7 separate regions of the Mus musculus genome follow, and regions 1, 2, 4, 5, 6 and 7 are each linked to region 3. Evidence: chromatin contacts called from public HiChIP or PLAC-seq and promoter capture Hi-C data. All regions are on one chromosome and are shown on one strand. Each heading gives the region's core, a stretch centred on a gene start, on an enhancer-like site or on the middle of the called end of the contact. The rest is flanking DNA. Distances are from core to core; before and after follow the strand shown. Region 1 overlaps Zfp704 (zinc finger protein 704). Region 2 holds the start of C030034L19Rik (RIKEN cDNA C030034L19 gene). Region 3 holds the start of Impa1 (inositol (myo)-1(or 4)-monophosphatase 1). Region 4 overlaps Zfp704 (zinc finger protein 704). Region 5 overlaps Zfp704 (zinc finger protein 704). Region 6 overlaps Gm41997 (a long non-coding RNA gene). Region 7 overlaps Zfp704 (zinc finger protein 704).

Region 1 (3,009 bases), core at 152-2,651, 840 kb after region 3:
TGATCTCTTTGCAACATCACCTCATCTCTGTCTGGCAGCCTCAGTACCTGAATGCAGAGTACAGTTGTTTCACTTAGATCTTAATGAGTAATTTAATTTGGTGAGTCAGAGTTTTGATTTTTACAGCCATGAAATAAAACCAGTGTTCATCCATTATTCTTTTCATTTTAGAAATCACTATTGTTTCTGTGGAATCCGTTCAGCTGATGAATATTAAGCCTGACTTCTGTGGGAGGCAACTAGCAGAATAGAAAGGCAATTATAATAGATTTTTGTTGTTGTTGAGCAAAATATTTATACTGAAATCCCAGAGTCCAGGCACGCTCCCCCTTCTCCGCCACGTCCCGCCATAACCTAAAGTGGGCCAGTGTGCTGCCAGTGCACTCACAAGAGAATCTGTCAATCAGGTGGAATGTAATGATCACAAGGAAAACTTAAAGTTTTGGAGGAATGGGTTTTTTGAAGACTACTCCACATGTGAATATGTGAAGTTAGGAAAAGCTCAGTGGACACGCAGTGAGCTGGCTAGAGGGGCTCCTTAGGGCAGCTGTGAATCAGGTTTGTGCAGAGGTACCCCAAAGTCATAGCACTTATTAATGTTACCTGAGAGCCTTAGTCAGTGACTTATTGAGAATGAAAGAATTACAGCAAGATCAAACAACAACCACAAAAACCTCAGCTTGGTACCTCAGGATATCATGCCTTCTGGATAACTCACACTCTGTCTCTCTGCCTCTGTCTGTCTGTCTGCCTATCTATCTCCCCCCTTCTCTCTCTCTCTCTCTCTCTCTCTCTCTCTCTCTCTCTCACACACACACACACACACACACACACACACACATCCTATAAGAGAAATAAGGTTGTAGAGAGTGTGGAATTTGCATCCATTTGCCTGTTCATTACCCAAACTCTTATTGGATCCCCATGTCAGCCACTGGTTTGGGCTCTAGAGACAGGACTGTTCTCGTCCACATAAATGTGTTTTCTTCTTGGGTGATACAGGTTCAAGGAAAGAATTTTCTTCTGGAACATTCAAATAATCAAACATTTACCTCATCTGGCTGATCGAACATTCTGCAGACATTGATTCTTAAAGAGGGAACAAGCTGGATATAACTGGCTGCTCTTGAACACTGTGGTCCCACACTCTGAGATGTGGTCCCATGCTCTGACAGTGTCCCACACTCCAGCAGCTAGCATTAGTTACATGGGGGAAAGTCACAGCAACGTTAGGCGGTCCTCTTTTTAACCTGTGTTCTTATCTGAGTCTTAGAGAATTTTGCACATTGTGTTATGTTCATATTTATCCATAACTCCTCCAGGCTCACCCTGCTACTGGTATTCTTTTAAAAGAATGACTCATTGAGCCCTATTTGTGCTGCCTTTGACTGGCAGCAGGCCTCATTAGTGTAACAAATGGTCAGTTGGAGTTTGTCATGTGTCTTAGCCTGTGTTTTGTTGCCGTGTAGAGACGTGACCACAGCAACTCTTATAAAGAAAAGCATTTCATTGGGCCTGGCTTACAGTTTCACAATGTTCGTCCATTTTCATCATGGCAGATGGTAGCTGAGAGTTCTACATCATGATCCACAGACTGCAAGAGAGAAAGAGAGAGTCACCATGCCTGGCTTGGGCTTCTGAAACCTAAAGCCACTTCCCTAATGACACTCTTCCTCCAACAAGGCCACACTTCCTAATCCTTCTAAATAATGCCACACCCTGATGACTAAGCATTCAAATATGTGAGTCTATGGGGAACATTTTTATGCAGACTGCTACTTCATGCCTTTCCCTAAAGCCCCAGAACCAGACAGCTATTGGGTGAGACCCACAGACATCACAGAGTACATCCCTCTCAGCAGGACTAAAGGAGTGACCTCCTTGCTGTCAGTATCAGATTTAAGGAGGGCGCCTGGAGTACAGGCCTCACTGAAGTAAATCTTACACAGCGATATGTAGACATGGCCCTTATCTAAGGCGATGGTGAAGACATAAATCCATGAAGACATGTTATGGGAATGGTACTTTAACGGGACTCCTGATGCCTGGCAGTTTGAAATCATCTTGCCCATGGCTTGACTTCTGTATTATCTGTCATCTCTATGTCTGCCTCACAATGGCAGGCATGTGACCTAATTCACCAGTTTCTACTTCCATAGTCTGATACAAAGTTGACTTGTATCCTGTGACTGATTGTAGTAACCGAGAATACAGATGATGGAGTCTTGGAATGCTGTACTAAATAAACACTTCTGTACTTTACACCTTCCGAAATGACCAGACGAAATTCTGCCGCAATTACCATCTGTACAAGGGCAGAATGGATGGAAACCTGTTTAACAGTGACACCTGTGAGTCACTTAAGGGACCTAGGGGGACCAAACAAACTCAGCACGAGTCAACAGCTCAGAAAGCAAATGTCTAAATTGTTACTAGGAATGGGTCCCCTGTCACAGTTCATTTCAACAAGGAACTGTCCCTTAACAGGTGCTGTGCAGGCCGTTGGAGAGCTATAAACAAATGAACAAGGTCTCCTGTATGGAACTGTACATGGATGTAACTCAAAATATATCAAATGCCGAAATGTAAAGGATAAAACTATCCAGCTCTTAGAGCAAAAGGGGAGTAAATTTAATGACCTTGGATTTACTTGTGGTCTCTTAAATATGGTCTTAGAAGCTTAAGCAACAATGGGAAGACAACTGAAACTTTACTTTATTAAAGCTTAAAATTCAATGCAGAAAAGGACACTACCAAGAAAATAAAGAAAATAAAGACACAAAGAGTATGTATAACATCCAGAATATTTACGACTTATTAATTAAAAAACAATGTAATTTTAAGGAATGAGCAAAGGACTTGAGTAACTTTTCTGTTAAAGATAAGCAATCAGAAATGGGACTGCTGTGAAGACGCTCAGCATCGTTAGTCATCAGGTCAGAGCTGTGACTGATGGAGGAATGATGGTGTGACTCAAAAGATGGACCCTAACAAACGTTGGAAAGACGG
Region 2 (3,228 bases), core at 430-2,929, 930 kb after region 3:
GGCGATGATGATAATTACAGAGTAGGCAGAAGATGAGCTGATTGGAGCATTCGGGCATGAGCTTGTGGAAAAACAAATGGACACTTTATCTAAAGTGGCCCCCAACAGAAGGCTTACTTCTGCTACTCTAAGAGTAACTATCCATTCACCATTCCCCTCCCTTACAAAATGACAAAGTCCTAAGGGGTCTCCGTCAAAGCAGATGCAGATTGCTTGAGGGAAGGGTTAGACTGATGTGTATCTGCCCGGATAACTCACACGAGGCTTGAAATAAGGTAACTGAGTATTGATATCAGCTTCCCAATAGTTCTTGACTAAGCATAACACACCATCAGACACTGGCTGTCCTGGATGCTAAGGGCATATGTTGGCTTATTGGTGGGGTCATCACATCACACCAGGATATTGCTGTCTTTAACAAGGACAAAGAAATCTTCACATTTTTGTTGGTTTGTTTGTTTGATCTCTTGCCTACAATAGAGAAATAATCCCAGTATTTTTCTTCTTACCATATATACTCTTAACAGGCTTAGTCTCAGCTAGAAAGATCTTTCAGAATCCAAGACACCTTGCCCAGTGATAGCTCCCCTGGACAATGTAGAGGAAATAGCAGAAAGAGTCCCAGAGACCAAGGACTCGTTTTCAGAGCTAAGTCAAAGGTCAAGGGTGAGGACTGTAGCATCAGACTCCTCCTGCCACTAGGATCCCACAGCCAGAACTCCCTGGCCTCATCCAGGGAAGTGCCCAGTGGCAAGTCACTGCACTGAGAAAGCTCGGGGTTATCATATCAGTTATGTTTCTTCATGGCCTCCCTCAGTTCCTATGAGGCTGGCCAGTCAGTCATAGGTCATTCTCTCTATAAGCCCTGTTGCCTGGCAACACAGCTCACATCTATTTCTATCAGGTTTCCAGGCAAACAGGCTAGTATACTAAGCCAAGGTCCTTTCATTTGTTTTCTTTAAGAAGGAAACACATTTTGTTCCCCCTTTCCTGACATATCCCTGGTACATCTTAAAGTCAGTACCCATGAGACTTCATGGTAGCCAGTTCCTTTCTCACTGCCCAGCCACCATATGTTGCCTGCCTTGTTATCATGGTCATTCTCACAAGTTTTTGCACAGCTTCTATCCCCAGCTCCAGAGCATGACAATTGGATAACTGTCAGAGTTTATACACAGTTTGCCTCCAATCTCTCCTAAACACATCTGCTTTGCAGACCCAGATAATTGCTCATCATTGTTTGTTCAGCCCCGGAGCATCCTTCTAATGATGGTATCTAACCAACCACAGGCCTGGAACTTAAAAGGCAAAACAGAGCAAAACCACCTTTGGATCTCACTTCTGAGAAATTACATATTAACCCCTAGAATTAACTGATGGGTCCCTCTGTTTAATGCCGTGGTGCCGTTGAGGATCCTGCTGAACCTCGAGCTGCCCCATGCCCACAGTGCCTACTTACCATGAGCTGCCTGCCGCAGAGAAGCAACAATGTCCTATCCCAGCTGTTTCTCCAGAGCCAGAGATATCCATCTTAGTTGGCAATTAGACCCCCAGTTGCCAGCTCAAACACCAATGATTGTACTGGGCTGAGTTTCAAGACCCTAGCATCACTGAGGGAAACAAAGGGGAAGGCTCGGAGGCGGTTGCTGGGGACTCAGCTTTTGCTGACACACGAGTGCCTGGAGGAAGTGGCTATTGCAGGTTTTCTGTGATCTAGTTCCAGCATAAGGCACTGCCTTCCTGCAGCAGGAAATGGTAATAGCCCACTGTGGAAACCAGCCAAAGACTCAAAGAGAGTTTGACTGAATCAAGTCCAGGCTCCAAAACGTTCTAAGTGATAAAATGCATGAATCTTTGGGAAACCAAAAGGATTTCTCAAATCAAGGCTATAAAAGCTAAACCAAAGAGTTTAATGTAAAAAATACAATTTTTCCATAGGATTTCTATGTGCAATTTCAACTATACTGATCCACAGTTGGGCACTTGTTTGGAGATTATTCTATTTGATTTTCCGCTGATGGTATAAAACCCTGACTAAACCCATGTGGATGGGGCGAGTGTTTCAGCTTACAGTTTTATATTCCATCAAGAGGGACTCAAGGTGGCTGCCTGGAGGCAGGACGGAAGCAAAACCCACAAAGGAGTACTCATTACTGACTTGCTCTCCTGGGCTTGTTCTGCTAAAGTTCTTACAGCTCAGGTCCTCCTGCCTAGGGATGGCACCACCCACAGTGCGCTAGGCCCTCCCATATCAATAGAAATGATAATATGTTTCACAGACATGATACTCTGGTGGAGAGGGTTAGTCAACAATAACTAGCCAGCAGAGAGGGCCAAGCACAGCTATTCGTATACCCTTGAAGAGCAGACTTATGCTGGGGAAGGCTATCAAGCACACAGCTTCAGAAGAGGTGAACATGGAGCAGCAAGGGAAGGGCTAGACCCCTGCCTAGCCAGCCAGATCAGTCAAATCAACCCTGCGATCAGTGAGGTGACAGATGTCACAGCCAGATAACTCAGAGCCAAACACTACACATGCTTTTAAATGGCGGGGAGCCACCAGAGACTTGCAGTATAAAAGTTCTGGACCCGTGTCAACCCCTCTGTGCTCTGAGGAGGCCTTGCTCTCCTGTCTTCCCTGAGATGTCGGGCATTTGTAATGAGATCATAAAGAACTGACCGGTCCAAGGGTCCAGAAGGACAGTGAAAGGAGCGGGGCCGTTTAGTTAGACACCCACTGCTGTGACAAATGACTGAGAAAAGCTACTTAGAGCCCAAGAGATTTCCTTTGTAGCATGATTTCAGAGGGTTCAGCCTGGGCCCCACTGCCTCCTGGCCTGTGGTAAGGCAGCAGGATGGGGTAGACGAGGAGGGTCAGATTATCTGACTGCAGCCTGTAGGGTGACACTGCCTTCACTTATGTATTGTCCCGTGTAGCAGGCCCTGTGGCAGACACAGCCAGAAGCAGGCTTTACTGGGGCATCTTTTAGTCCAGTCAAGATTACCCATCAGGCCAGGCAGTGGTGCATACCTTTAATCCCAGGAAGAGGCAGGTGGAGCAGAGCTAGATGCCAGCCTGTCTACACGATGAGTTCTAAGACAGCCAGGAGTACCTGGAGAAACCCTGTCTTACCTGTCTCAAAACAAAACAAACAAGACTTAAACATCACCGGGGACAACTTACAGACCAAAACCGTGAGAGCATTTGAAGCTCAGAAAACATTAGCT
Region 3 (3,302 bases), core at 195-2,694:
TGTGCTGAGTTACCTGACTGTAGCAAGGAAGAAGCAGCAGAGGCTGCAATGAGCCCCATGGAGTCCTGCTCATCTGATGGAGGAAGCTAGCGATCATTTAATGTAAAGACATCTGATACCTGGTCCCTCATCTGTCCTGCTTTGCAATGTCAGGGGAGGCTCTTTCACTCATACAGCATGCATTTGATAAGATTTTTATTTTCAAACAACTGATAATAGAGGACCCCAAAACCAAGCTCTTGAAGGTCTTTTGTGGAAGAGCAAAAAACCATGAGTATGTGATAGACACCCACATCAGTGTCTTAAGGCAGCAGGCTTCAGAAGAGTAGACTCATTTTGTCTTTGTGGGTTTATCAATCCGATTTGCTGTCCCTGCCACTCATCTCTGAGACATGTTACATGTTGTTGATAATTTCTTGTTTTGATTCCTGAGAACCAATCACTTCACAAGTAATTATGCCAGGGCATTGTGGTCATCTTGTGGGTAGGTCATCTGGATAGAGTTCCACTTAAAAGTAACATACTTACCATGGTACTGTTCCACGTGAGGAAACATTTTAAGAACCATAAACTAGCCTTTGTTGGTCATCCAGAGCAAGTGGTTGAGCCATGAAGATTCTCTGCGGATTTTGGAGTCAGGGTGCTATGCTCTTGTTGTGTGAGTTTGGGACAAATCCCCTGACTTCTCCAAGCTTTGTTTTCCTCATCTGTATTGTGCAGGGACTCTTCATGAAACCGTTCTAACACTTATGTTTAAGCACGTAAGAGCACAAGTGCTGTCTGGTGTGGTGGCAGGTGCCTGTAGCCCGAAAGTGGAGGCAGGATGCTCAAAGACTTCAGAAGCCAACCTATGCTACATAATGGAACACTGCTAAAAATCGACGCCTTTGAAAGCGGCTCAAAGACAGGGTGCTTGTATAGTATTTACAAAGCCTATGGTCCTTAGTATTGAGGGCTGCAGGTGCGGAGAGCAACTGCCTGCCGCCGTCAAGTCCACAACAAACAACCTGTATCTAAGTGAATTATGGAGAAGAGAGTTGGTGCAAAAAATAAAAATAAAAATCTCCTTTAGGCTTACAGGTTTAACAAATGAGAGTGCCCAATGACAGTCACAACTCCAATTTAGCTGTAGCCGAAGAGCAGAATGGGAAATGGGAAAATATAAACTAATAAAGAAATTTAACTAATATAATTTATATATAATTTAATATATAATATATAATATATTATATATATTTAATTTCACTAATATATAACATATATGATATAAACTAATAAAAAAATAAACTAATAAAGACAAAAGTGGAGATTTGAAAACGGGATTCTTAGAGAAGAAAGGGTATGCAGGAGAATGCCAGAACACGGTAACTTCAACCGGACCAGCCCTTACAAAGGCAAATTCGGCCCGGCTTACACCTCCAGTCTGAGCGAAGACGTGAAGGCGGGGTTTTAATGGGGCGGGACTTCCTGTCGGAGCAATCCCCGTTACCTCCGGAAGAGCCGAAGAACCGAGCCCTCGGACGCCGGCGGTTGAGCATCGATCGCGGTGCGCTCGCGCGAGGTGAGTCGGTTCTGTCCCTGGCTTCCGTGCAGCGTTATTCGGTGGCCGAGGCGGGGGGTTGTGCGGGCTGCAGACAAGCTCTCCCCATGCTGGGCCGGGGCGCCTGCCGGGCCCTCCTCCCGGCGGTGCTCTCCGTAGCGCTCCGGAAACAGCCGAGCGGGTTCGCCAGGCGGTCCTCGATCTCTGAGGTTCTGTGTCGCAGAATGAGCCCGGCTCTGCCCAAGCCCTCAGGGCTCTACACGGCAAGTTCCCTGGCTCACGAATTTACAGGATTAGGGGTGAACAAGACCAGGTCCGGTGATGTCCTGCGTCGGGAGCGGGGCCTGTATAGGATAGAAACAATTTTAAGTCTGTATGATTTTGTTCCCAAAGTGAGGGTGATAGAATATGACCCCCGTGAAAACAAGTCTTGAAGCAAAGGTCTTTGAAATAAAAGGGTTTATTGAGCCATTAATATATATCAGCTAGGAAATGGACCAAGACTTGGGGCACATTTTGTAAACTACCAGCAACAAAGCTAAAAAAGTGCCTCTGATGAGCTAACGCTATAATTGAATTTCAAGGCACAGGCTTTTAAAGTCTCTATTCTTGCCCCCCACCATGCTCCACAAAGCCAGAACAAACCCCAGAGAACTGTTACCTAATTAACTTCCCTTGTGTCTTCCCTCTTCTGGACCTCTACATTTTAGGGCACCTCAGAAATTTTTATTTATCAGCCTCCTTTCCTCAAGGAATATTAGAACTGATTAAGAAGATGTAGCATGCATTATAAATGACCAAATGTTGCATAGCAACAGCAGTTTTTCTGCAACTGTCTATTGCTTGATATCTGTTGGGTTGAAGATTCGATGGATGGCTTTTGAAACAGTCCTGGGGAGTCAGGAGGTGTTCTGTTCATGTTGTCACAAGGTAAAGTGTGAGTGGCTTGAGGAAGCAAGTGGTGAGGAGGCAAGCCCAGCCCAAGAATGTCCAGTTGTGACAGAATAGAAGAGAGCAGTAAGAACAAGTGTGACCAAGTTTGGAAAGCATTCTTGAAGAGCTGTAAGGAGTTTATTCTATAACTCAAAGCGCCTTTTATATGCTTGCTTGGACGCTTGGATCACAGGAAAAGGCGCTTAGGCGTGAGGGCAAATGTCTGTAATCCCACCAGCATTCTGAAGACTAAGCGAGGATGCTCAAAGCTTGAAGCCCACCTTATATCAATAAGAAGGAAGGTGAAGCCGTAGCCAGCAGCATCTGGTTGTGTCTGTCTGCTCTGTGTCCCTGCGCTTCTCCGTGTACCTGACGCTCTTACAGGGGAAGCACAGGGTGTGACTTGTCCTGGGAAGCAGGCAGAGCGGCCACCTTTCCTGGGCATGAGCACTTCCATGCTTCCCTGGGCTAGGGGCCCACGTTAGTGTTAGTGCGGTCAAGCCTGGGGTGAGTCTGGAGAGGTCAGCAGAAAGCTGTCAAGTCACTTGCTCACATTTCCCCTGCCTGAAGTCTAGGAGGCAAATGGCACCTTTGCTTTTAGACATAGAGTTTTCTTCTCTCAAACGTGGTAAGGGAAAGCAGGGAACTTTCCCATCAGAATTGAGCATACGTTCTGTAAAATCTGCTCATATAATACGGGGCAAAGTACTTGTAATCTGTGAACCTTAAAACTTCACCTTTACCTTATTTAATTCCATGTGCAAAGCACTGAACTCCCTGGAGTTGAGTTAATACAGGCAGCCTTTGTTCCTTGGTCTTTAAAAGTGCT
Region 4 (3,024 bases), core at 52-2,551, 890 kb after region 3:
AAGATGCTGGGGTTTTATTTTTTCATTGCCTAGAAGCAGGGTCTAAAATGCTACTGAAAGATTCCTTCAGTCAAAAATCGTTCCTAGTCCATATGACAGGAGATCACAAGGAACATTCTCTAGAACATATATAGAAGTGCATTGCAAATCCGAATCCTGTGCTATAGCACCCATCAACTCTGACCTCGAGGCACTCATACGACCTTTCTTAAGCAATTGCTTCCATTCCAAAACAGCCCTGTAGAGTTGTACTGCTCAGCACAGCAGCTGGCAGTCAGCTCGTGTTGCAGGATGCCCACTGTTCCTGCTGTCAGAGTGGGAAACGACAAAGTCAAATCTTCCTATGTAAAAACATGTGTTCCAGATACCTCATGTGACTCACTATCTGAACAGATTAGCCATGATGGAAAAACTACAAGTTAGAGTCCTTTAAACTCACTGGAAGTCATACGTACTGAGTAAGCATGGTGTGGGCACATAGCATAATAATTGTATTTATTTATAAATAATAGCATATGGTACTATCCGTAGTGATACAAAGTGTACTTTATATTTAGTAAAGTTGACTTCAAGGTAGACTTTTGGACACGTTTGAGATACAAGACAAAAACTAGAATGTAGAGAGCAGGCCAGTGAGATGGCTCCATGGGTAAACAGTTGATAAGACTGAGTTCTGTCCCTGAGCCCACACAGAGGTGGCACAAGACAGTGGGCTGTGGCTGGAGTAGACCTGGCCATATTGGTTTTCAGAGTATGACTGTGGAAGTGTTTGGAACTTGGAGCTGGAAAGGCCGTTGTTTGCTTAGAGATAATGGGCTTTTCTGTGGGAGTTTGGAAGATAATGACAATGAGAGAAATGTTGGCAGCACTCCCCCACTCTCTGGGCTCTGAGGTGAGTTAAAGAGCAGTTATCAGGTCAGCATAGCTGTCTCGTACCAGCTGCAATCCCAGAGTTCCTAACCTTGGCAGTTTAACCCTGACGTTCATTTTACTCTGCAGTTGAGAACAAAACCTTTCTGCTTTGGGAAACACGCAAGGGAAGGGGGAGGATCTGTCCGTCAACCTGCCTGTCCTTGTTTCCCAGGTGTCTCCTCCACATCATCCCACAGCAGGCTCAGGAGAGCAGAGACAGCACGCCCACACAGCCCTGTCCTCCCCGCCCAGAGGGACAGTCACCCTAAGGTATGACCGCTTGATGCTACTTCACCTCAAAGGGATTTATTTCCTAAGAAATGGAGAACTAGCAAAAGGGAAGGAAATATGACCCACTGTAAAATGTCTTCCCAGGCCATGAGCGCGCTTCCCTCCCTTCCCGTGGTTTCCTAACCAGTAACTAGTTAAGGGCACTTGTAGTGTGTAGGCTGGAGAGCTGTACTCACTGTCCTCGATTAACTTCTCTATGATAGGAACAGTTAGTTAGTTTTAGTCTACATCTAGGAGAGTCTCCTAGGAAGCCTCAGCCAGAATTCTGAACACTGGAAAGACACTGAAAATTTGGAAGAGCACTGTTGTTCTCTGATGTTATGTGTTTTGTGTATATTTGTTGTTGTTTGTGTGTTTGCTTGTTTTGTAGTAGGCAGGGTACTAGGGGGTGGAGACAGAAGATGCATATGGTGCATATGTGGGGTTTGTCTTGGTGGGGTGTCTCACTCACCCACTGCAGTCAAGCTGGTCCAAGAGCTTGCAGGGATCTCTGTCAGCATCTCTCACCTTGCTCTATAAACACTGGGATTACAGGCAATTGCATGCACGCGCTATCACATCAAGCTCCATATAGGTTCCAAATGTCCTCCTCGTGCTTGGTGAGCAGGGCTGCCCCAGGTCCCCCTCCACAGTCCCCACCTCTTGTGTCTACCCCTTACGCTTACACCATGGCCAAGGAAACATTTCCATGAATGGGATTTAGAAACAGTGTAATCACAGTGGCCAGAGAAGTCCCCAGCCCTACGGGAAGTCCTACTCCATGCTGGGCTTTTTGTCTTCTGTTCCCCCTTATTCTTTGCAACTCTCCCCAGAAGGCCGCCCCGTTCCTGTCCCTAAGGCTGTCTGTGTGCCGTCTTTCTTACAGGAAGCCCAGAGGAGAAGGCAAAAAGTGCCGCAAGGTTTATGGGATGGAAAACAGGGACATGTGGTGCACCGCCTGCCGCTGGAAGAAGGCCTGCCAGCGGTTCATTGACTGAGCCATTCCTGCCTCTCCTTCCAAAGGAAGCTACTCAAGGCCCAGGGAAGGCCCTGCCTGGAATCCCAGGAATATAATTCCTTGGTGGAATTAAAGCAAAACAAAAACAAAAACAAAAACAAAAACACAGCAAAAAATCAGCACTGCACTGCTCTGAGAACCAGGCGAGAGCGCCAAGGAGGACCTTCCTTCGAAGGAAAAGCCCGCTTCCTTAGCTCTCAGTCTGGTCTTAAAGCTGGTCTTCTGTAGCAGCTTAGCCAACCAGGCCCATTTCACCTAGAGAGAAGGCACATTTTGATAAGCTTTCTGAACTCTGGCATTTTCGAGGGTTTTTGACACTGAAAACAATATGCCCATAAGCTACACAATATACCCATAAGCTACACAGTCTGAGGTAGCATTTGTATAAAGGATAGTACCTACCTTGTGAATAGGCATCTCTCTGTTTTTCCGTGCGACTCCTTGGATCAGTCTGATCATGATGTATTTCAAAAAAGAGTTTTTCTATGTCTGTTTTGTTTTCAAGAAGGACCCCAAGTGGAACCATTGTAAAGATGTTAGCTTGGAGGCCCTGAGTAACTTACATAAGGCCAAAAGTGATTGACAGTGAGTGCGAGTCACCTCAGCCATCACCTGAGGTCAGGACACCAAGAGGCACTGCAGAAAGCATCTGAAAATCGTCCTTGGATCCCATGTGAGTGGTGGCACCACTAAGTCTCTGCCTGCCATGGCTCAGACGAGAGCTGGCGCTAGTAGCAATCTGGTAAACCTTGATGCTGCTTTCAGGGATATCACACACACTGCAGCCTGGATAGTGTGTCCTGCTTGGTTCTGCCAAGACCATA
Region 5 (3,240 bases), core at 169-2,668, 870 kb after region 3:
GTTAGTTCATATTGTTGTTCCACCTATAGGGTTGCAGACCCCTTCAGCTCCTTGGGTGCTTTCTCTAGCTTCTCCATTGGGGGCCCTGTGTTCCATATTATAGATGACTGTGAGCATCCACTTCTATATTTGCCAGGTACTGGCATACGAGACAGCTATATCAGGGTCCCTTCCTCAAAATCTTTCTGGCATATGCAATAGTGTGTGGGGTTTGGTGGCTGATTATGGGATAGATCCCCGGATGGGGTAGTCTCTGGATAGTCCATCCTTTTGTCTTAGCTCCAAACTTTAGTGAGGTAACCCAATCACAAAGGAAGTCATTAGATATGCACTCACTGATAAGTGGATATTAGCCCAGAAACATAGAACACCCAAGATACAATTTGCAAAACACAAGAAAATCAAGAAGAGGGAAGACCAATAGGTGGATACTTCATTCCTCCTTAGAATAGGGAACAAAATACCCATGAAAGGAGTTTCCTCTGGTTTCAAATAGATTGTTTCCGAACTACTATGGAATGTGACTGGGACTCTGAGAAGATGCAGTTCCTGTCATGACCACGAGGTGATGCAATGACCCAAAGTATGGGCACTATGGTACTCTCCAGAGAAAACCAATTCTGTAGAAGGGTAAAAGTTAACTACCAATTCCACAAGACCTTCTGGAAAGTCAGATTCCTGGTTCTGTCATATCTAGGTGTGATGTTCTGTGTATTCTGAAGTTGGGGTGTGTCACTGCTGTGCTGTGTGTGCTGTGCTGTGTGTGCTTTCGCCCTTGGATGCTGAGTGGGTTGGGAGCTTAGGAACCCTAGGCATAGAGACAAGATGCCATGGGCCTGATCCTGTATTGATAGATCAGTGCTGAATGGCTCACGGTGACTGTGAACCCCTCAGTCACCCAGTGCACTTTTGGGGTTAATGTGAGAAAACTCGCTGCAATGTTGTGAGTTTGGGTAGCTCTGGCAGAAATTGGGAATACACAGGAAACCTGACTCAGGAGTCTGTCTACTGGACCAGCAACAGTACCCCAGAGGCGCTTATAAACCTGGTTTTCATCACTTTCCCTTGGTTCGTAGGTGTGGTGACCATGGACAGTTTTACTGGGGGTTGGTTGGAGGGGAGCTTGAATCAAAACAGGAAGCTGTAAGCTAACACAGGAGTTTCGGTAGCTGTGTGGTCTTCAACCACGAGTTAAGCATTTGCTGCACTCTGCATTTTTTATCTTTGGGCTTATACTTATCCCCCAAAACACACAGATCTACAAAACTCATAAGTATGATGTGTTGTTTTAAACAAAATCCCAATTGTTCAATTTTACCAATGAAAACTTGGGAGCCAGATGCTGCAGATGCTGGAGTTAAAGCCTGCTAGCTCAGACAGGCAGAGAAAGCACCAACTGACCTTCCTCCTTAGTGGACCTCCCAAAACCGAATGTCCCTCCCTTCTACTTCCTGTGCATCTGCCTATCAGGTCCTCCTGACTCCCTCTTACTATGTCTTTTTGTTAATAATCACATATTCGCTCCCTGTCAAATGCCTCTTGACCTATGGTTGATTTTACTTAAATCTTGTTTACAGTATTCAAGCAAAAAGTTCCTGGATTAAAAGTGTGTGTTAGGGCTGAGCTACACCACAACTGGAAATAAGTTTTTCCAATAAATAACACAATCTCGGGGTCCACAGTGTGGTTACATATCCTGCAACAGTGGTGCCCACCTGCATCGTGAACTCTACAGCGTTCATTCCGAATCTGCTTCTCAGGAGCAGGAAGGTCTCCCAAGGGAGTGCTGTGCAGAAGCGGTCCCAATGAGGATAGTGCGTGAGCACACCAACCCCAAAGGTACACTGGGTGATGGAGAGGCTCACCACCCTGAGCCACTCGGCACTGACGGATCAATACGTATCAGGATGGAGGCAAGTGTTCTCTTGTTTCCATACCTAGGGTTCCCTAGCCCCCCACCTGCCCAGCATCCAAGGCACAGCACAGCACAGCAAGCATTAGCAGCATTCATGGCTCTTCCATCTTTTCATCCGTGTGTGTTTCTCTGGAATGACACATCATCAGGAAGAGCAGCAAGCAGTTAACCAGGAGAGGAAGAGCACAGATCAGAGCCCTGGGCTCCCAGAGTCCAGGGTGGGCCAGCCATGTGGTCCCTAGGTTGAGGGTGCTGGAGCACCGAGGAACTCAGACAGCATCTACAGTCGTCCTAACCATCCAATCTCACCTAGGAGTCAACAGGACAAAATGCACTTCTAGAATCCATGGATTAAGAAAATAATTGACTAGGGATTCTTATTAACTCAGGAACCCTCAGGCCACACGTTTACCTCTATAGTAAATTCCTATCACTGCAGTGCCGGCCATGGTGGGACTGGCTGAGGGGAAGTGGAAGGATGCAGGGTTCGTACAAGGTCCTAAGTTCTGGCAACAGGAATGAATGCTCACTCGCATTGCCAGTAGAAATGCAAAATGTGGTATAACTACTTTGAAAACTAGTTTGGCAATTTCCTACAAGTTAAATATGTGCTAAGCATACGACCCAGGAACTCTACTGTTGCATCTGTATTTACCTAAGAGAAAAGAAAATGCGTGTCCACAAAAAGACTCCTAGACAAAGGTTCATTGCCGCTTTATTTATTATCACCCCAACCGGAAGCAACGCAGATGTCTGCCAGCGGGCATGTGAAAAAGGAGACTGGTGTATTCATAGTAGAATACCACACTACCAAAAAAGAGAAAAGCTACCAATGCACAGAGCAACGGGCCACTGTCAGAATGTCAGCGTGTGGTGGGGATTCAGCCACAGGAGACTGCATTGTGTGTATGCTGTGCACAGGGACGTCTTGATTGTTCGTCGTTTTTAAGACAGCCTTACTTCAAGACCAAGCTAGCCTCGAGCTCACTGTGGAGCCGAGGATGGCCTTGACTGACTTTGTCTACCTCCCAAGTGTGCCTATGTGTTTATACAATGCTGGAGATGGAGCCCACGGCCCCTTGGTACCTGCTAGCAAGCATTACCAGCTGAGCCACACCCTTTGAATTTACTCAGCACTGCTCGGGACCAAGCTGTACACATGGGTGGCTTTACCTAATCTGTGCTTGGCATATTTGAATTCATTCACTTTGTGTTTACATCACTAGTACTAATCTCATTTAATCTGTTTGTTTTACAAATAAAGGGGCAAGAGAACCCCATAAGCGTAAGATCACATTTATAAAGCTGGAGCTCCATACAGTAGC
Region 6 (3,161 bases), core at 10-2,509, 990 kb after region 3:
CGGGGCCTCTGCGAGGGGAGGGGCGTGGTTAAAGACCCACAGAAGCCTCCAGCCAGCTGGCCCTCTCTCCTTCCACACTGAGACCATGCTTTATCTTTAGCGATCTCGCCTTCAGCCCAGCGCTGGACAAGACTGTTCCTGCCCATTTTTATACGGTGCTTTGCAATGTTTACCTGGAGATTTATTGTGAGGATACAGGAACACAGGCATGCGCGGTGCTGCCCTGGGCAATACACCGCAACCCCAGCGCAGAAGCCAGGCACAGAGAAGACCCCCTCTCCTCTTCTGAGTCTGCTTTTTGCCGGTTCCTCTCCACGAAGCCGGAAGCTGCTTAACTGTTCACCTGGCAACCCTTCTTTAAATCTCATTTCTAAACATGGAACCCCACCCCTGAAAAACAATAAAATGTACAGTTTAAATACTTTAAAGTGGGAAGTATTTAGATCTCTCTATTTTCACGTGTTTTACTTCTATTTTTTCCAGAAATATTTATTTTATTATTTATTTGTGTGTTTGTATGTGAACAGGCTCGGGGCCAGAGGAGCTTGGCTCTCATAGGGACGGAGTTACAGATGATCGTGAGTTCCATGAGGTGGTGCTGGAAGCTAACTCCTGTCCTTTGGAAGAACAGTAAGCTCTCTTAACCACATGGCCATCTCTTCCAACATTGTTTGTTTATTTGGTTGGTTTGTTGATTGGTTTTTTTAATTTTATTTTTAAAAATATTTTTACATATTTGTTTTCATTTTCTGTGTATGAATGTTTTACCTTGCATGTATGTCTGTGCACCCACGTGGTACACCCTTGATGACCCAAGAAGTCAGAAAAAAACCCAGATCTCCTGACACAGTAATTAAAGACAGTTGTGAGCTGCCATTTGGGTTCTTGGAACCCAACCCAGGACTTCTGCAAAAGCAAAAGGTACCCTTGATCCTCAGCCACCTCTCTGGCCCTACTGGTTTCGTTCTGTTTGTTTTCGACAGAGACTCTAGGAGGATGAATCTGGTCTCCCGACTTGCTGTAAAGCCCAGGCTAGCCTCAACTCAAATCCTCCTGAGTCAACCTCCAGAAGTCTGGGATTACAATAGCCTGGGGAGTTTCCCAGGGGGAGAGAGGCACGCCTGAGGCTTTGGTAGACCTTGTAGGGCTGTCTCCAATGGCTCTCTCAGCTCACCACATCAGTTTTAACTCTGCAGAGCCTTACTTCCAGATTCTCTAGAATACACTCACTTCCTCCCCTTTGTGGTTACTCATGTATCCATGGTGCATTCTCCATGCTCTTCAGCCCTAATCTGATAATCCTTTTCTCATGCTATGAGGTAGGACATTGCTCACCCATGACTCCTTCCTGCCATCTTCTCGCTGCTGCATGAAAGGGCAGGAAGGAAGGAAGGAAGGCGACTTAGCTCAAATGCGATCAAGGATAGTGTATTCTTTTTAAAATAGAAGAGACAATGAGCCCCCTTTCATGATTCTATGAAACATCTGTGGTTTCTCCTATTACTTTAGAGGTTATCTAATCCCCACCGCAACCAGTGATATAAAGTGACTGGCCTGGGGTCACACACAGTCAGAACTCCGTGTCCAGGTTCCGTCATGTCCGTACATCCCCAACCACTCCCCATGCAGTAGGCTGCCTCCCATGGAGGTGCGAGCGGGAAGAAGGCGCTGAAGAAGCGAACATGGTGGGTGGGGTCCTAACCCAGTTTTGATCTCACTCACATGGGGACCTTCCATATAGCATAGTCTGGCATGAGACCATAGAACTGGTGTTTCAAGCAGGCGTGGCTTTGGATGACCTGGGCCTCATGGATAGGCTTGGTCTCAGTCTCAATCCATCTGCATTGAGGAGGCTGGTTTACCAGAAAGTTAAGCTGCTGCCTACCATAAGGTACAATGAGCTTTCCTCTGGTGAGAGAGCTGTACAGCACAGAAATGGGGCCCTCTGAGAAATCACTGAGTAGCATTCTAATGAAAGGAGGAATGGGAACAATGTGGATTTGAACCACTTCTCGGTGGACTCCCTCTGGGCCTCCATCACCACATAAAGTTTTGTTGAAGACCTTTTTATTTTATTTTATTTTATTTTATTTTATTCTTTTTTAAAGTTTATGTATGTGTAGGTCTTTTGCCTGGATGTATGTCTATGCACCACTGTATGGCTGTGACAGAGGAGGGTAGCAGACCACCCACCCCCCTTCCAACACATACGCATTGTAATTATAGATGGTGGTGAGCCACCATGTAGGTGTTGGGAATTGAACCTCAGTCTTCAGAAAGATCATCTAGTGCTCTTAACCACTGAGCAATATGTCCAGTCTCCTGGAAGACTTTTGAGAGAATAGTCTTGTTACCACTACCTAAGGGCCATAAAGTGGTCTCAACCACAGATTGTTATTTATGAAAATTGAACTCAGTTTTACATTTTTAGTACATAGCCAGGTAACTCCCTTCTGTGTCTCATGAAATTCCTCTTTTAAAAAAGTCTTTTAGGGGATGAAGGGATGGCTTAGTAAGAATATTTTTCCAGGGGCTGGAGAGATAGCTCAATGGTTAAGAACATGGACTGCTCTTCCAAAGGACCAGGGTTCAATTCCCAGCCCCACAGGGCAGCTCATAACTGTCTATAACTCCAGTCTCAGCAGACCTGGCACCGGCTCATGCAGGCAGACAAAACACCAGTGCACATAAAATAAAAACAAATAGACTATACATATATACCATATACATAAACACATATGTATGAATACTCTCCCAGAGACTAGAGTTTGGTTGTCAGAATCATATCCTCCATCCACTTACATTCGCATACCCACATAAAAAAACAAACACATACACAAAATTAAAATAAAATAAGATCTTTTCAAAGTCTTCTAATTTCTTCTCATTTACTTAACACATAAAATTGTACATATTTATCTGAAGTAGCACAAGCCTTATTTTTCAAATATTGCTTTTAGTCTTTCTTTTTAAACATGAAATATATTTATTATATAATAAATAATACAGTGATCAAAGACAGAGAACAGTGTTTTAGTTGATAGATAATACAAAAAATGGCATCGAAAGAGACTAGAGTTGAATAGGCGAGTAACTTATTTTAATCCTGAATTGAAGACATATACTCCAGTGCTCAGGACACATACTTCAGAGAGATTAAG
Region 7 (3,118 bases), core at 319-2,818, 790 kb after region 3:
AACTCTCAGTGTAGGCCAGGCTGGCCTTGAATTTAGAGAGATTCCCTGCCTCTTCCTCCTGACTGATGAGATTAAAGATGATTATCACCATGCTTAGCTCTCTTAATTGTTGAAAGCCTGGGAGGGGGCAGGGGGGTAAGAATCAACAAAAGATGACTACTACTGGTATATGAAAAATATATGAAATTCAAATTTTAGAGTGTGTCAATAAAATGCCATTGAAACCAAGCCTTTCCCTTCCTGTGGTGTCAAGGCCAGTAGCCCTAAGAAATACTTCCTGCCTAAGTTTTTAGAGAAAGAGCTGGCCTGTTGGAGCATCACCTACTGAAGCATGTGTGGGCACCCCTGGGTTCCTGAACCCTACCCTAAAGTACACATTTCTAGTTTCTTTGGAGACTCAGTTGTGTCATGTGATTTTTTTTTCTTTTCTTTTAAGATTTATTTATTATTATATGTAAGTACACTGTAGCTGTCTTCAGACACACTAGAAGAGGGCATCAGATCTCATTATGGATGGTTGTGAGCCACCATGTGGTTGCTGGGATTTGAACTCAGGACCTCTAGAAGAGCAGTCACTGCTCTTAACTGCTGAGCCATCTCTCCAGCCCCTGATGGTTTTCTGGAAACTGTCAGGAGAGGATTTTTTGCTGAGAGCAGACACATGGTAGTTTTCTGGAAGCTGTCTTGGGAGACAGCATGTAACACTTTGCTGAAACAGACACTTGAGGGCGTGCGATGTTTAGGAAGAGTGACCCCACCGTGAGGGGATGCTCTTGTATTGGTTGCCGTTGGTCTTCTTCATTGTTGCCGTTGGCTGACAACAAACACTCAATGGTTGATTTGCCTTGCTAAGCTTGGCTGATCTCTCCTAATGATGCTCTTGCAAGCTGGTCTTCACTGGTCTTTGTCGTGACTCTATGGAGAAAAACAAGGCAGAGAACTTCTTGTATTCTGTTTGCTTCTTGCCGCTTCCGTGGACACATGCTAATTCGGTGGAGCCTTGTGGTTTCTTCTGGAACAAGCCAGGGCTACTGATTCATGTTAATATTTTAAACTGGGCTGTTGATATTCTGACGATGAAGATTAGAATTGCCCCAAAGAACTATTTCTAAACATGTCTACACCCCACCTTGTCCTATTAACCATCTTTCTCCCCTACCTTTGGTCGGTGGGCTAGAAGGGAAGTTAAAGTGTTTAAGAATCCAATTAGAGTAGGTTTTGAAAAAATCTAAGCCAGATGGTACTGTCAGAATCTTTGAAACTATGCTTCAAGAATACGCAGACTCTTGAAACTCACACCCAGATGCGCACTAAGGATCCACCTTGGTGACCCAAGGACCTGTGAAAGGCAAAGCTGCTCTATATGTCCCCGCCACCTGCTTGCCTCTTAACTCGTACATGTAGTAACTTGTCTACCCACTGTATGGTTGGTCAGATTCTAAGCTCTGTTCTGCATATTGTGGGGAGAAGGCCACATTAGTTTCTTTGGCCCACTGTTAACATAATATGAAATACTGTCAGGATAAACAGGGATTTGTTCTTCTACAATTCTGAAATCAGGAGTCCAAAGTCCTCCAGGGCTGTTTACCTTCCTGCCCAGGCATGCCTCCAGCACTCTGACTCTGTCTCAGCAACATACTGTAGCCCCATGCCTCTTATACCTCTTTAAGGATGCTTCTCACTAGGTTAATAATCCAAGATGACTTCCTCAAGAAGCTTAAGAGTTACAACAGCAGAAACCCTTTTCCAAATAAGGTTATTACAGGTGTGGGGATTAGGATGTGCCCATAGCTTTGGGGCCACCATTCAGCTTGAAACTAATGCCATTAATCTTTATCCCAATAACCCGCCTAGTTCCAAGTTGTAAGGATTCTCTGTCTCCATCTCTAGGCCCGCTTGTGCCATTTTGGTTTCATTCTGCCATGAAAATCCCTTATTTACACATTTATGATGGTTTCCCACTTGGGAAGCTTTAGAGTGTGTGTCTATGTCAGGAATTGTGCTCTCTGCAGTAATGTCGCCTCCACACTGTCATTTCCAGCCCCTCTTCGTCCCTCTGGCCACACTGCTGTATGTGTCCTTACAGCTCTGGCCGTCCGCCTGAGCCTGCAAACACCACCCTTCCTTCTGGAAGACAGGCTGTGCCTACATCTTCATTTCCTGCTCCTACGAGTGCAGTCTCCTGACGCATACATACTTGTCAGAGCTGGTTTAACAATGACCTTCCCATGAGACCTCTGATGCTTCTTTGTGTTGTGTGTGAGTCTCTGTGCTTTCTGCATACTCTTCTGTCTCTGAATGCATTATTCTGGCTCCAAGTGCCCGACATCTGTAAGTCAGGGACTGAGAGAGACAGTGTCAGATTAAGAGCCTCTAAATCCAACCCCAGGACTTTAAGTGACACTAAGTAAATGTGTGTATTTACTATACTAACTTGTAACTACCTATACTGTATTTATTTATTTCAAACCTGAGACCACAAAGTGGCCACAAAGAATTTTTCTGTTCCGATACTGTATTTAGAAGTTCCAATACTTAAGTCACCAGTAAGCATGGATGTAAATCAACCAACCTTTCTCATGGATGTCGGTATTGTTAGCAATCCAGTTTTGTTGGTTTTGATTATATTCCTTTTCATCAAGCAATGAATTGATGATTATGAACTGGCTCTATATTTACTGCTTACTGTCATACAAGTTAGCTACAGCCAAAGAGTCACCTACCTGAGGTCACCACTGAGTGCAGACTTTCTGAAGCCCATTAAGGGGAGCAGACCAGTGCTCCTGCCGGATGATAGTAGTATTTACCCAGGAGATTTACCCTGTGATAAATGCCTTATGAAGGATCATTTCCTGTGACTTGTGTTCTAACAAGTGCTGCTGTGGGGTTGGCGTTTCTGAACACATAGATGGCTTGCCATGATGAAAGCATGTGCGCAGTTCCGTAAGGCTCAGGATGGAGCAGCTGAGGAGGTGGGTACCCTTGGGATGCTAAGCCAGTGTTTCTAAAGATGATTTGGAATGCATCTTTCAAAACATGTGATCCTAGGCTTCATGGAGGGAAGTCACATGTTATGTGAGCTTTCAAGTCATCGGGTCTACGTATCCTGAAAGAGTCA

Evidence for each region. Promoter capture Hi-C pulls out the DNA fragments that hold promoters and counts their contacts. HiChIP or PLAC-seq counts read pairs in DNA pulled down with a chosen protein or histone mark. Capture Hi-C pulls out chosen DNA fragments and counts their contacts.
Region 1: a promoter capture Hi-C map of the HPC-7 cell line shows a contact between it and region 3, with 6 times the contacts expected there. The contact joins the enhancer-like site here to the promoter of Impa1 in region 3. A contact is called at or near these places in 7 of 39 promoter capture datasets (the HPC-7 cell line, embryonic stem cells, hematopoietic stem and progenitor cells and 2 more), 2 of 115 datasets of contacts at active chromatin or transcription factors (bone marrow-derived macrophages and embryonic stem cells) and 2 of 9 other capture datasets (embryonic stem cells and liver).
Region 2: a promoter capture Hi-C map of liver shows a contact between it and region 3, with 5 times the contacts expected there. The contact joins the promoter of C030034L19Rik here to the promoter of Impa1 in region 3. A contact is called at or near these places in 6 of 39 promoter capture datasets (the C10 cell line, the HPC-7 cell line, liver and 3 more), 4 of 115 datasets of contacts at active chromatin or transcription factors (T-cell acute lymphoblastic leukemia, bone marrow-derived macrophages and large pre-B cells) and 3 of 9 other capture datasets (adipose tissue, liver and macrophages).
Region 4: a contact with region 3 is called in an H3K4me3 HiChIP or PLAC-seq map of bone marrow-derived macrophages, with 3 times the contacts expected there. The contact joins the enhancer-like site here to the promoter of Impa1 in region 3. A contact is called at or near these places in 3 of 39 promoter capture datasets (HPC-7-derived erythroid cells, cranial neural crest and embryonic stem cells), 1 of 115 datasets of contacts at active chromatin or transcription factors (bone marrow-derived macrophages) and 2 of 9 other capture datasets (liver and macrophages).
Region 5: a contact with region 3 is called in an H3K4me3 HiChIP or PLAC-seq map of bone marrow-derived macrophages, with 6 times the contacts expected there. The contact joins the enhancer-like site here to the promoter of Impa1 in region 3. A contact is called at or near these places in 4 of 39 promoter capture datasets (the C10 cell line, the HPC-7 cell line, embryonic stem cells and 1 more), 2 of 115 datasets of contacts at active chromatin or transcription factors (bone marrow-derived macrophages and stem cell-derived neural progenitor cells) and 1 of 9 other capture datasets (liver).
Region 6: a promoter capture Hi-C map of pre-B cells shows a contact between it and region 3, with 3 times the contacts expected there. The contact joins the enhancer-like site here to the promoter of Impa1 in region 3. A contact is called at or near these places in 3 of 39 promoter capture datasets (HPC-7-derived erythroid cells, frontonasal cranial neural crest and pre-B cells), 2 of 115 datasets of contacts at active chromatin or transcription factors (bone marrow-derived macrophages and embryonic stem cells) and 3 of 9 other capture datasets (adipose tissue, liver and macrophages).
Region 7: a contact with region 3 is called in a promoter capture Hi-C map of liver, with 2.6 times the contacts expected there. The contact joins the enhancer-like site here to the promoter of Impa1 in region 3. A contact is called at or near these places in 5 of 39 promoter capture datasets (embryonic stem cells, hippocampal neurons and liver) and 1 of 9 other capture datasets (adipose tissue).

The regions. Positions count from the first base shown.
Region 1 is chr3:9,490,698-9,493,706 of GRCm38.p6, reverse strand. All of the region lies in intron 2 of Zfp704 (zinc finger protein 704), which reads left to right. Among named protein-coding and RNA genes, the nearest start is that of C030034L19Rik, 89 kb to the right of the region's middle. Within about 2 kb of position 1,401, at least 24 of the 459 cell types and tissues checked have an H3K27ac peak or open chromatin away from gene starts, as enhancers often do. A contact at or near this core is called in the HPC-7 cell line, bone marrow-derived macrophages and embryonic stem cells, where this site is marked.
Region 2 is chr3:9,401,471-9,404,698 of GRCm38.p6, reverse strand. It overlaps C030034L19Rik (RIKEN cDNA C030034L19 gene), which reads right to left and starts at 1,679. Exons shown (of 4, transcript NR_160691.1): 1 at 1,460-1,679.
Region 3 is chr3:10,329,581-10,332,882 of GRCm38.p6, reverse strand. It overlaps Impa1 (inositol (myo)-1(or 4)-monophosphatase 1), which reads left to right and starts at 1,444. Exons shown (of 9, transcript NM_018864.6): 1 at 1,444-1,561. Slc10a5 (solute carrier family 10 (sodium/bile acid cotransporter family), member 5) reads left to right here. Exons shown (of 1, transcript NM_001010834.2): 1 at 1-1,149.
Region 4 is chr3:9,437,943-9,440,966 of GRCm38.p6, reverse strand. Zfp704 (zinc finger protein 704) reads left to right here. Exons shown (of 9, transcript NM_133218.2): 8 at 1,085-1,182; 9 at 2,069-3,024. The coding sequence ends at 2,180. Among named protein-coding and RNA genes, the nearest start is that of C030034L19Rik, 36 kb to the right of the region's middle. Within about 2 kb of position 1,301, at least 10 of the 459 cell types and tissues checked have an H3K27ac peak or open chromatin away from gene starts, as enhancers often do. A contact at or near this core is called in bone marrow-derived macrophages, where this site is marked.
Region 5 is chr3:9,463,834-9,467,073 of GRCm38.p6, reverse strand. All of the region lies in intron 4 of Zfp704 (zinc finger protein 704), which reads left to right. Among named protein-coding and RNA genes, the nearest start is that of C030034L19Rik, 62 kb to the right of the region's middle. Within about 2 kb of position 1,418, at least 22 of the 459 cell types and tissues checked have an H3K27ac peak or open chromatin away from gene starts, as enhancers often do. A contact at or near this core is called in the HPC-7 cell line and bone marrow-derived macrophages, where this site is marked.
Region 6 is chr3:9,337,964-9,341,124 of GRCm38.p6, reverse strand. It overlaps Gm41997 (a long non-coding RNA gene), which reads left to right. Exons shown (of 3, transcript XR_878675.1): 2 at 528-630. Among named protein-coding and RNA genes, the nearest start is that of Gm41997, 4.3 kb to the left of the region's middle. Within about 2 kb of position 1,259, at least 24 of the 459 cell types and tissues checked have an H3K27ac peak or open chromatin away from gene starts, as enhancers often do. A contact at or near this core is called in pre-B cells, where this site is marked.
Region 7 is chr3:9,537,156-9,540,273 of GRCm38.p6, reverse strand. All of the region lies in intron 2 of Zfp704 (zinc finger protein 704), which reads left to right. Among named protein-coding and RNA genes, the nearest start is that of Zfp704, 71 kb to the left of the region's middle. Within about 2 kb of position 1,568, at least 15 of the 459 cell types and tissues checked have an H3K27ac peak or open chromatin away from gene starts, as enhancers often do. A contact at or near this core is called in embryonic stem cells and liver, where this site is marked.